2 separate regions of the Mus musculus genome follow, and region 1 is linked to region 2. A link is a contact called in public promoter capture Hi-C data. All regions are on one chromosome and are shown on one strand. Each heading gives the region's core, a stretch centred on a gene start, on an enhancer-like site or on the middle of the called end of the contact. The rest is flanking DNA. Distances are from core to core; before and after follow the strand shown. Region 1 holds the start of Shc3 (src homology 2 domain-containing transforming protein C3). Region 2 holds the start of Barx1 (BarH-like homeobox 1).

Region 1 (5,568 bases), core at 2,939-5,438, 2.9 Mb before region 2:
TGTGTGTTATAGGTAGTTTGGATATTAAGTAGCATTGTGTAATTTTTTTTTTTTCTTCTAGGGCTACTACTTAAGAGCAACTGTCTGAGGCAGGGAGGGACAAAGGGCAAAGCTAGCCTATAATCACAACTAAATATTATTCAATGGCAGCCATAGGCCCCGGCTAGGGAAGTGGGTATGTACACAACAGACTACTGTGTGGCCGCTCCTCAGCTGTTACTGGGCTATGTAGTACTGTATTGTCATGCAGTGTCACAGTTGTTCTCCCGACACTCTGAATGCTTGAGCGGGACACTCAGGTGAAACTAAGGACAGCTTCCTTCCCCCCCCCCCCAAATCCATTCTGACTTCTCAACCCACTTCTATCTATCTATCTATCTATCTATCTATCTATCTATCTATCTATCCATCTATCATCTATCTATCTATCTATCTATCTATCTATCTATCTATCTATCTATCTATCTATCTATCTATCTATCTATTTGTGCTGGTCTGATAAACATCTACCAGGAAAGCCAACCCAAAGCCTGCAATCCCACTGTGTGGTTATTTCCTCCTAGTTTAAATACGTCCTCCCAGAGATGGGGGTTGGGGGAAGTTAATGAAAGAAGACTCAGAGACCTGTAAAACTCATACAGTCTCAAGGCTGTCAAAGCAGTAGGCAGTTGCTAGCGGGAGACTGTTCAGTGGGGTGGCCTGCAAGTTCCTGGGGAATATGGCTTTCATAAGTTGTTCCTGCTGGGGTAGGGCTTTTGGTAACATAGTTGCCTTTGAATTGTCTATGCTCCCGTAAGTAAACCCTCACCCATACTCCAACAAATGACTGGGATAAGCTCATTGGTCCACCAAGGATTTTGGTTCTTGCGAATTTCTGGTGTCTCTCCTTCTTTTTGGATGACCTGAGGCCATCTCCACGAGTCTGATTTTAATGCTGTCCTCTGCATTTGCCTCCTGAGGAAGATTTCTGTTTCATACCTGGACCTTGAAAGAGCTGTCAATCACTTCCATCCTCCCCAGGGAGGGTCAGTTGGTCCACTCTCTCTCCCTTGTCCCTGCTCCCTACTTGCTTCCATTCTGGTCTCCTCTTTTACACTGTAAGACACAATAGCTTCACCTCCGTTATACTCTATTACATCTTAATATTTGTGTTTATGCTTTTGGCATGCATATGTGTTTGTGTGTGTTTTCATGTGTGTGCGTGCGTGTGACTGCAGGAAGATGTCTTTATCACTCTCTCCCTTTCTTATTTTTGTTTTATGGATACTGATGTTTCGACGGCATGTGTGAGCCCTAGTGCGGAAGGATCCAGAAGAGGGCATCAACTTCCCTGGAGTCAGAATCCCAGACAGTTGTGAGCCACCATGTGGGTGCTGGTAATCTAACTGTGGTCCCCCGGGAAAGCAGCCAGTGCTCTCAATCCCTGAGCTCCACCTTAATTTTTGAGACAGCATCTGTCATGAAAGCAGAGCTCATTGTTTGGATAGGACTGACTATGGAGCTTCTGGGATCTTTGTTCTCAGCATGAGGACTTCAGGTACACACTACCGCGCCTGGCTTTTTCTGTGGGTTCTGGGTGTATTGTCAGCCATCTCACTGACTGGCCATCTCCCTAGCCTCTCTTTGTAATATAGCCCATCTTCTATCTTCTAGAAAGTCTGAACCTTTTTGTCTCTCAGTCCACTGGCAACATTGTCGTTAATGATGAATGAGCACTGCCCGAAGGGAGAAGCCCCACTGGACACTGTACACCACACCTACCTCTCTGAGGCAGGGTTGTGTGTGGCCATGAAGATAGAAGATGTGGTCACTGCACATTGTGTAGCCCCAGTGACCCTTGGCTTCCTTTATGCAAAACAGGATGTAAGCTGGACTTGCAGTAGGTGTGCCTGGTTGGTGAGGGCAGTTCCTCAGATGGCTCGGGATTTATGCTTATCCTACAATTTCTGGCTGTTTTGTTTGTTTTCGAGATGAAATCTCACCATGTAACCCAGACTGTCCCACTAGAGCCCTCAAATGTCCTGCTTCAACTGCCCAAATGCTGGGATCAGAAGCATGTACCACCTACCCCATATCTGACCACCCTTTTTATATCTCATCTAGACAATTTGGAATTCCCGGGTTTCAACCTCTGCACTTGATGCCTCTACACAGAAGGCTCCTAACCCTAAGCTGGCCACTCCCATGCACTTATTCCCTTCCTCACCTGATTAGACTCTCCACTCTGATGAACAGGACTTGACTCAGGTGAATCCTCCAGGTAGGAAATGTGGACTTTGCCTTGCACTCCTCTCAGTGGAAGATGCCTGGCTACAGGTGGTCAGGGGTGAGCAGTTCTCAATGTCAGCTGCCCAGGCAAGGCACTTTCTTGGCATTGTTATAGGATTTCCATCCATATCTCTGGTTAATAACACAGTCCAATAAACTAAGTGAGTTATGAATAAAGATAATTTACCTCTGCTCCTTAGTCTGGTACAGCTGAGAGACCAAATTCTTGGGATTCTTGCTAGCAGAGTCTGAGGTGGCTCAGGGCTTAAGACGGTGAGAGACTGGGAACACGTATGCCTGTGTGCACACACGAGTGTGTGTGTTCAGACTCTCTACTTCTATGTGGTTATATGTGTGCAGGTGCATCCTTGTGTGTGCTTGTGTGGAAGTGTGCCATACCTGCATGTGGAGGACAGAGTATGGCCTCCACTCTCATTTCTTGGATGACAGCCATGTTTTCTTTAAAAATAGCTTTTCATTAGATGCATGTTAGAGCACATGTGTAGGGGGTCAGAGGACAACATCATCTCCACTGTGTGGCTCCTGGGGACTAAATTCCAATCATCAAGGTTGATAGCAATCTTGCTGACCCCATCTTGTTTGTTTGAAATAAGGTCTCTTCTTGGCTTAAAACTTGCTGAGGGGTTGGGCTGGCTGGCTGTGTAACACTGGGTCGTCAGCCCATTTATTTGTTTGTCTGTTAGTATTTTTGGTTTTGTTTTTTTAAATGTTGAGTTTTTGAGGATTGAATTCAGGTCCTCTTGCTTGCAAGATAAAGCATTTTACAGACTGGGCTATTGCTCCTCTACTCTGATGACCTAATCCCAGTCCTGTCCCAGAAGCCCCTCCCCTAAATGACACAGACTAAGCTTTCACCTTTTGAAAGAAAGGTGGCCAGGATTAGACTTCAACATAAGCATCCAGTGAACACGTGATAGTCACAGCATAGCGCAGACTTTGAACATGGCATCTAGAATTATCTATCCTCGTTCTCACTGGTGCCAGTTTGTTTCGAGTTGACAGCCCAGAGCTTGGGCTTTGGGGGATCATGCCTAAAATAAGCGACAGCCAGGCTCCCTAGGGCGAACAAAGGGCTCTCCTGGGACAGGCACGTGAGCAGAGTTCCCCTGCAGGGGCTGTGGAATTCCATCTGACGCATTTGGGCTCTTTAATTTATTTTCTTTTTTCCTGTACACCAAAATATTCGTATCACTTTCCAGCTAACAGCAGCTCTAGCTGTACTATATGATATTCTTGGTATATTAACGTCTAACACCAACGAGTCTAATTGTTGTATGTAAATTTACACCGCCATTCATATTTTCTCAGTCGGCTCCCTCCGTTGGCCTCATAATAGAATCCAAAGTCTCCTTGTTGGCTAAAGGGTTAAATGATGTAGCTTTGGGATCCCCTCCGCTGCTCTGGAGACTTAGCTTGCATAGGTCTTCTTTATTCCTTTATTAGGAAAGACTTCATGGGGAAGAGGCTAGCCTTTGACTGGGTCTTCTGTGTGCATTCATAATAAAAGCTGGTACATTCATGGCTGCTCTGTGAGGTAGAAGAACCAGTGAATGAAAGTTTGGGTACAGCTCACCTCCCAGAGAGTGGTCCTGCTTCACCCGGAACTGACCCGATAGTCTCCAACACCCTTATAAAACTAATTTTCCCCATCTCTCTATACCGGCTTGTTTCTTCCTCCCAGAATTTTTGTAATCAATCTGGGTGGTGTTATTTTTTTTTTTTTCTTTCTCTTTTTTTTTCCCACACTGCTGTTGGATAAAAGATCCCGCCCTTGATTGAAATGGAATCTTCCACTATTGAGCGAGCCTTTGTTGAATGAGTCATCGGCTCAGCCTCTCATTGGCTGAAGCCGCCTGAGCCCAGGGGATTGCCTGGCACCGGCTGCAAGGACCCGCTCCATTCACAGAAACGCTGGCTCGCTCGCCGGCCCTTTCATTCACACAAACAGCATCTCATTCACATTCGGTCTGTTTTTTTTTTTTTTCCTTTTTCTTTTTTTCTTTTTGTCTGCTTCTAATGAAGAAGACCACGGTTTGGGAATGGTGGGGCTGACTTGCTTCAGATTGGAGGGGGACTCCAATCACCATCGAAATCGTCCGTGGGGTGCGCATCTGCTGTTGCTATGCGAGCTAGAGGAAGGGAGAAAAGAGAGTGCGGGGTGGCTGTTCAGCTAGGGCTGCCGCGCGGTTGGAGAGCGGTGGGGACGTGTTTGCTGCGCCAGGGCGGGCCTGGCGGCTCTGCGCTTTTTCGTCCTCTGGAACCGGCCTCACTTGCACGGCCGCCACGGGTGGCTCTCCCTAAACTCCCTTCCTGGGGCTCCCAGAAAGCCTGGGAACCGCACTGCCTCCCGAGATCAGCCCTGGGCGTGAGAAGACTCAGGGTGACCTGCTAGTGTGCTAGAAGGCAAATGCATTCGCTTGCACAGAAGTTACCAGGAAACTTTGACAGCGATTGACTTCTCGGTGGTGCAGGTTATCTGTCTTAACACATGAGGCCACCTGGTAGAGGCCACCGAGGAAGGGCTCAGTGGGTCTCAGAATCTTGGTCAGACCCTCGGGGAGGCTGTCGATGTCCTATTCTCCCAAGCGTCAGGAAGAAGGCCTGTGCGTGTCACTGCAAGCCTGGGCCCGACTCGCAAGGAAGAGGCCATTCTTGCTGTGGATTTGATGGACAGTTAGAGCAGCCGCATTTTTTTTCCTGCCTGACTGCAGGGCTGCAAGCAGCAACTGAAGGGACATTGAAACGGATTGGTAATGCTACTAAGGCATGCTTCCAGGGCTGAAACACATTCACTTGGAATAAAACTCAAAACGCGGCCCTCTTTCTCTCTCTCTCTCTTTTTTTGGCATGGATTTCTGGAGCCTGTTGCCGCTCAGCAGAGATGCAGGTTTTTTTTTGAAGTAGATTTTTCAACTGAACCCTAGCTGAGTACGGCTGCTGACTGCTGTAAATTATTAGGGAAGACCCCCTCTGAGCTGTACTGAGAAGAAATTTCTGTGCTGATTTTTTTTTTTTTTCGTGAATTGGTACAGGAATTGCACCGCCACAGATACATGGCTGCTCTGCTGATCTGAACAAGAAAAGCAAACCACAGGAAACTGACAGGTTTTTTTCTTTCTTTCTTAAATATTCATCTGCTGGTGAAGGGTCCCCCCTCTTTTTTTTTTTCCTACTTAAAATTCTTGCTACTTTCCAAAATCAGGATTCATCAGGATTCGCCTTGAAGACTTCTTTAAAAGCCTTCGTCACATTTGAACGCATCCCTGTCAGACACTTCTG
Region 2 (5,716 bases), core at 282-2,781:
GTCACCAAAGCATCCTTTGAACCTGAAAATTGTCTTTCTTGTTTCCTCTGTTCAGACCCCCTCCCCCCAAGAAGCATGAAGACCTCTCCATGTTCTTTAGCCCTAAATCGGCTGTTTGCCCGCTTCAAACGAATTGCCAACAACAGAGTCCTTTTATAGTGAACGGCAGCAGAGAGGCTGTGAACCAGATGAACATCAAAGAGGCAAACTGGACTGGCTGCTACCAAGACTGGACAGAATCTGGGGCCGGTTCCGGAGGCCGCTAGCTGAGCTGGAGTCTATATTGGACGCTTCCTTTCCTGGTAGGCTTCTCCTAAAAGAGATACTGGAAAGGATGGATCTGCCTGGCTGAGAACCATCAGGGTAAGGGGAGCATAGAAAACATAGCAGGAAGTGGGAAGAGAATCTTGCGGAGGGGGAGAGGTAGAGGGGAGACAGATCCACTTTACCAAAAGGCTAGGAAGGAGGTCAACCAAAGAGAGTCACTAAGCCCTAAGCCGAGATGCAGTACAGGGCAGACTGCCTCACAATCTCCCAAGAGACAAGACGGAGACAGAAAAGATCTGAGCAAGTGCTTCAAGACGCACGAAAGCCCAGCAGATCTCGGGATGGAAGGACCAACTGGGCAGCGGATCACAACCAGGCCTCTTTCCCTCAAACAAGGCCTACGGAGACCCTGGCCGCAGCACAGGCCTCGGTCGGTTGCTGACTGGAAAGCACGGGGTTCTGAAAGGCTCCTGGATGGCTTGGGCATCCAACACTATGCGACACGACCCTCTTCTCCAGAGCTTTCCCAGTCTGGGCAGCTACTGTTATGCCCAGCCAACCCTACCGCGAAACTCAGGCTTCCCCTGGTTTGAAGTCATTTTGATCCAGAGTGCTCGGTAGATTGATTTTGTAGCAACCATAGGGATGCGGTCTCTGGCTCCTGGCCTCGCCTATCACCCGATTCGAAAAAACTCGAAGCCGCCCTGAAGCAGAAGACAAACTCTCTTCTGGTCTGACGCGAGGACACAAGGCCTGGTTTCTGCCTAGCTCATTGCTCGCACCCTCCACTTTCCCGTTGGAGTGCGCGAAGAGAGGTAGGTGCCTCGGGCCTGCGCTGAGCTGCATCCCAGGTCGCTCCAGAAACAGGGGAGAAAGAGGATGAATTACGGACAACCCCAGGTCTCCGACTCCCACCCGCCCGCCAAGCCCAGTCCTCTGCGCGGCGGCCGCTGCACGTACCCAGGTGGCTGTGGAAGGGCCGGGCGGCCAGCAGCGCCTGTACGCCGAACTTGAGCAGCTCGCCCGCGGCGGCAGCGGCGGCCGCGGGCGCTGCGCCCTTGGGCCCCGGAGGCTCAGTGAGGATCTCTTCGATCATGAAGCTGCGGTAGCGATGCGGTCGGTGATCCGCACAGCCCTCGGGCGGACCGAAGCGCGCGGCTCCCGGCTCCCCTGGCCGCTGCATCGCGGCTCCCGGGGATGCGCCCGCGGCTAGGAAGCGACGGCGGCTAAGCTCCGGCGCGGGGCCCGCGCGGGGCTCTAGGCCGGCCCGCAGCTCGCGGCGGCGCGCGGGCGCCGGCTCATGCCCCCTCCCCCGCCGGCTGGCCGGGCGGAGGCGCAGGGCGCGGGCGGGGCGCGCGGGGCTCGGCCAGTCGGACCCGGGACTGCGTCCCCGCCCCGCGCCGCCGCGCCTCTAGCCTGGCCAGCCCCGCGTCACTGCCTTGCCCCGCCCGCCCTGCCCCGCCCCGCCCCGCGCTGCCGCCCCCCACCCACTAGGCCCAGCCGGAGGGAGGGACCCAGGAGGGAGGAAAGGAGGTTGAGAGGAGGGAAGGAGGGAAAGAGCCCGGGATAGGGGCTCGCAGGCCGGGACCAAGGGAAAAAGAGGAGAGCTCGCCCAAGAGGACAGCCCTGAGGATAGGACACTGCGGAGATGGGCAAACCGAGGATCTTGAATGAGAGGCGTGAAAAAGTCTGAAGACAGACAGCAAGGACCACGCAGGATCCTAGGCAGTGATGTGAAGGTGTCCAAGACGCCTCTTAGACGTGAGTGCGCCGAGACGTAGAGAGGAGAGAGCCCCAGAGGTGCAGGAGGGCACGGGGAGGGCACAGCAGCAAGGCCAGCGGACTGGGTGGGATGGGGAGGGGCTGGAGTGGTGGTGAGGAGGAGGGGCAAAAGCCAAGCTGGGAAAGGGGTAGCCTTAAACAGCTTTCCCAGGTCTGCGAGATGCTGTAGGGATCCAGTGCAATACACCGGGGTGTAACTCGCAGGGTGGTGACCATGCCTGTGCACCACTTCCCCCCCTTCCCTGTCCACCCCAACCTCAGTTTACCATTTTGATCTCAAATCTCTGAAGCTACCCTGGGAGAAAAAAAAAAAGATTCTCCAACTAGGATTTACCTAAATTTCTAATTTAAGCTTACCTGGACACATTTTCTCTGGCAACCACCAGACTTAGTGGGCTGAGTTATGTTTACTTAGAGCAAGGGATAGAATAAGGGCAGATGAATAAAAAGGGGAAAGACTGTCACTGGATGAACTTTGAGGCAGGGGATCATGGAATACTCTGAGAGTCTGGGGACCTAGCTCCATCTCTGAGCCTCCAGTCTCTCACAGGACTAAAGATGGGGCTGTTAGATCATTCTCTTTTTCTCTCCCCAAATTAACCTCTGTTGAGTGTGCCTCTTTGAGTCTTGGCACTGACAGTTTCTGAGCTGTCTCAAGTCTGGAAGACTTGACTCTTGGCTCCAGGGAGTTTGTGGGGATGGAAGGTGAGACTTTTCTATACCCAGGGTGACCCATGCCAGCTGTTCAGGGGTAGCAAGAAGGGTAGGGTGTCCTCAGGAGGCTAGGAGAGGACTTGCTGTATTTCCTATCTGCCTCTCTCAGGAGTCTTGGGTTCTGTCTCCACCCTGTCCAGCCTTCCTAGACTGGACTCCATGTTTTAAGCCACTCCTACTTCCCACGAATGCTCTCCACAGAGCCTAAGCCCTCACTGCTGGGAAACTGAGTTCATCACACTATATCCCAACTCTCCAAGTTGAAATAATTTCTTCTGCCTGCTGACGGGGTTGGGGTGGAGGGCTCAGAAGCCTACTGGACTGTAGCATCCGGGACACTAAGAAATGACCAATAGCCTTTGACCATTGAGCCTGGGAAGGGGACAAAGGGCATCTTTCCAAATGTTCTGCTGAGATGCAGACCCCCCCCCCCCAAAGCTCATTGCTACAGCTCAGCCAAATGTGCAGCGACTTTCTGAGTCAGGAGACCACCATCAGGACTGAAGGGAAGCAGTCTTTAGTGGCTTCCCGTTGCTTTAGACTCCTGAAAGGGGATAATCAGGTAACCAAAATAACTCTTTAGAAGGGTGATACAGGACCCACTAAGACCACCCGCACACATATCAGAGACAGAGTGGCAATGGGCATCTTCCCACTGAACAGAAAGGAAAGTCGGTGTCTACTCAGGACATAGGAATCTTGGCCAACAACCTCCTTTCTCAATACAACTCAATCCAAGGACTGGTTCAGGCATTCCAGTGAGTAGAAGCGGCTTTCTAGGTACCATACCTATACCAGAACAAAGGCCTTTCTGCCTATACTGCTTCCACTCTGTCCATCCCTGGAGGGCTCAACATCAGGCCCCTCCACTTCCTCTTGGGCATCGGAAGGAGTATAGCTTGGAATGGGTTCTACTGGGGAGGAGTCCCAGCCAGCTCCCATCCTATCTTCTCTGATTTTGATCCCGACAGAAGCCACCCTGTATTTGAACACTATGCGCCTTCCTTCCAATTTCAGCCAGGTTTCCCCAAAACGCAAGGTTGATCCTGGAAATGGGTCTGAGCTACCAAGACCACTCATTCCTATTGTCGATATCCAGTCAACAGCTCTGTTTTTATTGCCAGGAAGGAGTTTAAGGTCAAGCTGAACAGAGGAGGCTCATTTTTTTCTGGCATGAAGGTCTTAATTCTAGAAAGAGACCCCACCCCCACTCCATTCCACAGGTGCGCCTCTCCCCCTCCCACACACACCCTCCAGCTCCTTGGACGCTGGCCAGGACTGTTTCAAGCCGCCCAGGCCGAATGCCTGCAGTGATTCCTGCCTGCTGGGAATGAAGCCCCAAGGACTAAAAGCTTAGCCTGGCACCAAAGGCTCAGAGCCAGGCTATGCCCCGATGCCCCATGCCCTCTTTAAGCTCGAGCCCCTGACGCATCCTTTTCAAACTACATTCTTCTCAAAGTCCAGAGGGACCCTAAAGCAAACCTGCGAATAAACCCCTTTTAGGCGAAAAAAAAATTGCGAAGAAATGGCTTCAGGGATCCTTTGTTTAGGAATTCTGCATTGGCTGGCTGGAAAGGGGTTAGTTCACAAGGAAAGGGGTTCCCCCTTCCACTTGGACGGCACAGGACGAAGGGAAGTCCCCACTAGAGGCGCAGCCACTGAGTCCTAAGCCTAAAGCCCGCCAGGGCCTCCCGCCTGTCGCCTAAACTAAAATCCCGGAAACTGGCCGCTCTGGGAGAGGCAGGCACGGTGGAAAAGGTGACCTCAGCGTCCCAGGCCAGCCACCCTCCCGGGTGGCCCAGCAACGAAGGACTCCAGGCCGCAGGAGATCCTTGGCGCAGTTTCTTCCGCCAAGAGGGGACCCTTGTACGCGGAACCCGTCCCATTTCCCACTTGCGAACCCGGAAGACCCCGGGGCTTCAGCTGGCTGTGGCAGGTTAGAAGGGAGGGATGGGTCACAGCTGAACCCCAGAGCAGGGATGTGAGGTTTCAACGCGCACCGCTTCCAGCTGCAGTTTCTTTCCAAAGCACCTCCAAGAGGGAAGGAATTCTGCAGGCAATCTAACCGGGAAGTGGTAGTCCCTTATGCCACTAAGCAGATGGAGCAACCCAAAGCCAGTTCAGCCACCAGCCTCAGGGGGCTTCTAAGTGGGGCTCCCCTCCAAGCCTCCCTAAACCTTGAAGATTTCTTTTTTGTCTACTTTCCCACTTGCAACCGATCTGTATCTCATTCAGCAAATTGAATTTGGGACCCCGGGTGTCTGGAAGGAAGATTTCTTAAAACTTCTGTGGGCCAAACAACTTTCCGGAAACCGTCCCCAGTTTACAGTAAGCTCTAAGCCCCACTAAGTTCGTTCGCCCCAGAGCAGCGCTCTGGGTCTTCTTTCCAGGAACAAACACCCTGGAGAGCCCCAACTAGGGTGTTTTAAGCCTGCCTCTCCAGGCAGGTTTGCGGTGGTGGCCTTGGCGGGTGGCCTTCAGCACGGAATACGTTTCAACTCAGATGACCATCGCCTGGACCTGGAGGGCAACGTGTGATCTGGGCAGGCTGCCGTCTGCGCCCTGCACTTTGCTAGAAAGAGGTCATCAGTTTGGCTTCAATACACAAAACCGTCGAGATTATAAAAATACGCGGTCCCCACACTCACAGATCACATCTAAGTTGCCTTTCGTTGGAGAGCCGGTCTCTGTAACTGTTTCATTATGGGTAGTTCGATATCCTTGTGGACTTTCGTTTTGAGTCTTTCCTGACTCTTCCCGGAGCTTGGAAGTCGAAATGCATTTTGCGTGACAGTGCCTTTGCAGATACGATCTTTGAGATTGGTTCCTTTGTGTCCTTGGGGGTTGTTGTTTAACAATGTGTGATTTCCTTTGGAATTTTGAGTTAAGATATATCCATAGCGCTCTCCAAGGAACCGGTTGTTGATGGTCAAGGTTCCTGGCGATTCTTCGC

What was found. Promoter capture Hi-C pulls out the DNA fragments that hold promoters and counts their contacts.
Region 1: a promoter capture Hi-C map of embryonic stem cells shows a contact between it and region 2, with 5 times the contacts expected there. The contact joins the promoter of Shc3 here to the promoter of Barx1 in region 2. A contact is called at or near these places in 2 of 39 promoter capture datasets (cranial neural crest and embryonic stem cells).

The regions. Positions count from the first base shown.
Region 1 is chr13:51,568,071-51,573,638 of GRCm38.p6, reverse strand. Shc3 (src homology 2 domain-containing transforming protein C3) reads left to right here and starts at 4,188. Exons shown (of 12, transcript NM_009167.5): 1 at 4,188-5,568.
Region 2 is chr13:48,658,851-48,664,566 of GRCm38.p6, reverse strand. Barx1 (BarH-like homeobox 1) reads right to left here and starts at 1,531. Exons shown (of 4, transcript NM_007526.4): 1 at 1,228-1,531. The coding sequence starts at 1,450. Gm36606 (a long non-coding RNA gene) reads left to right here and starts at 1,775. Exons shown (of 4, transcript XR_382336.3): 1 at 1,775-2,028.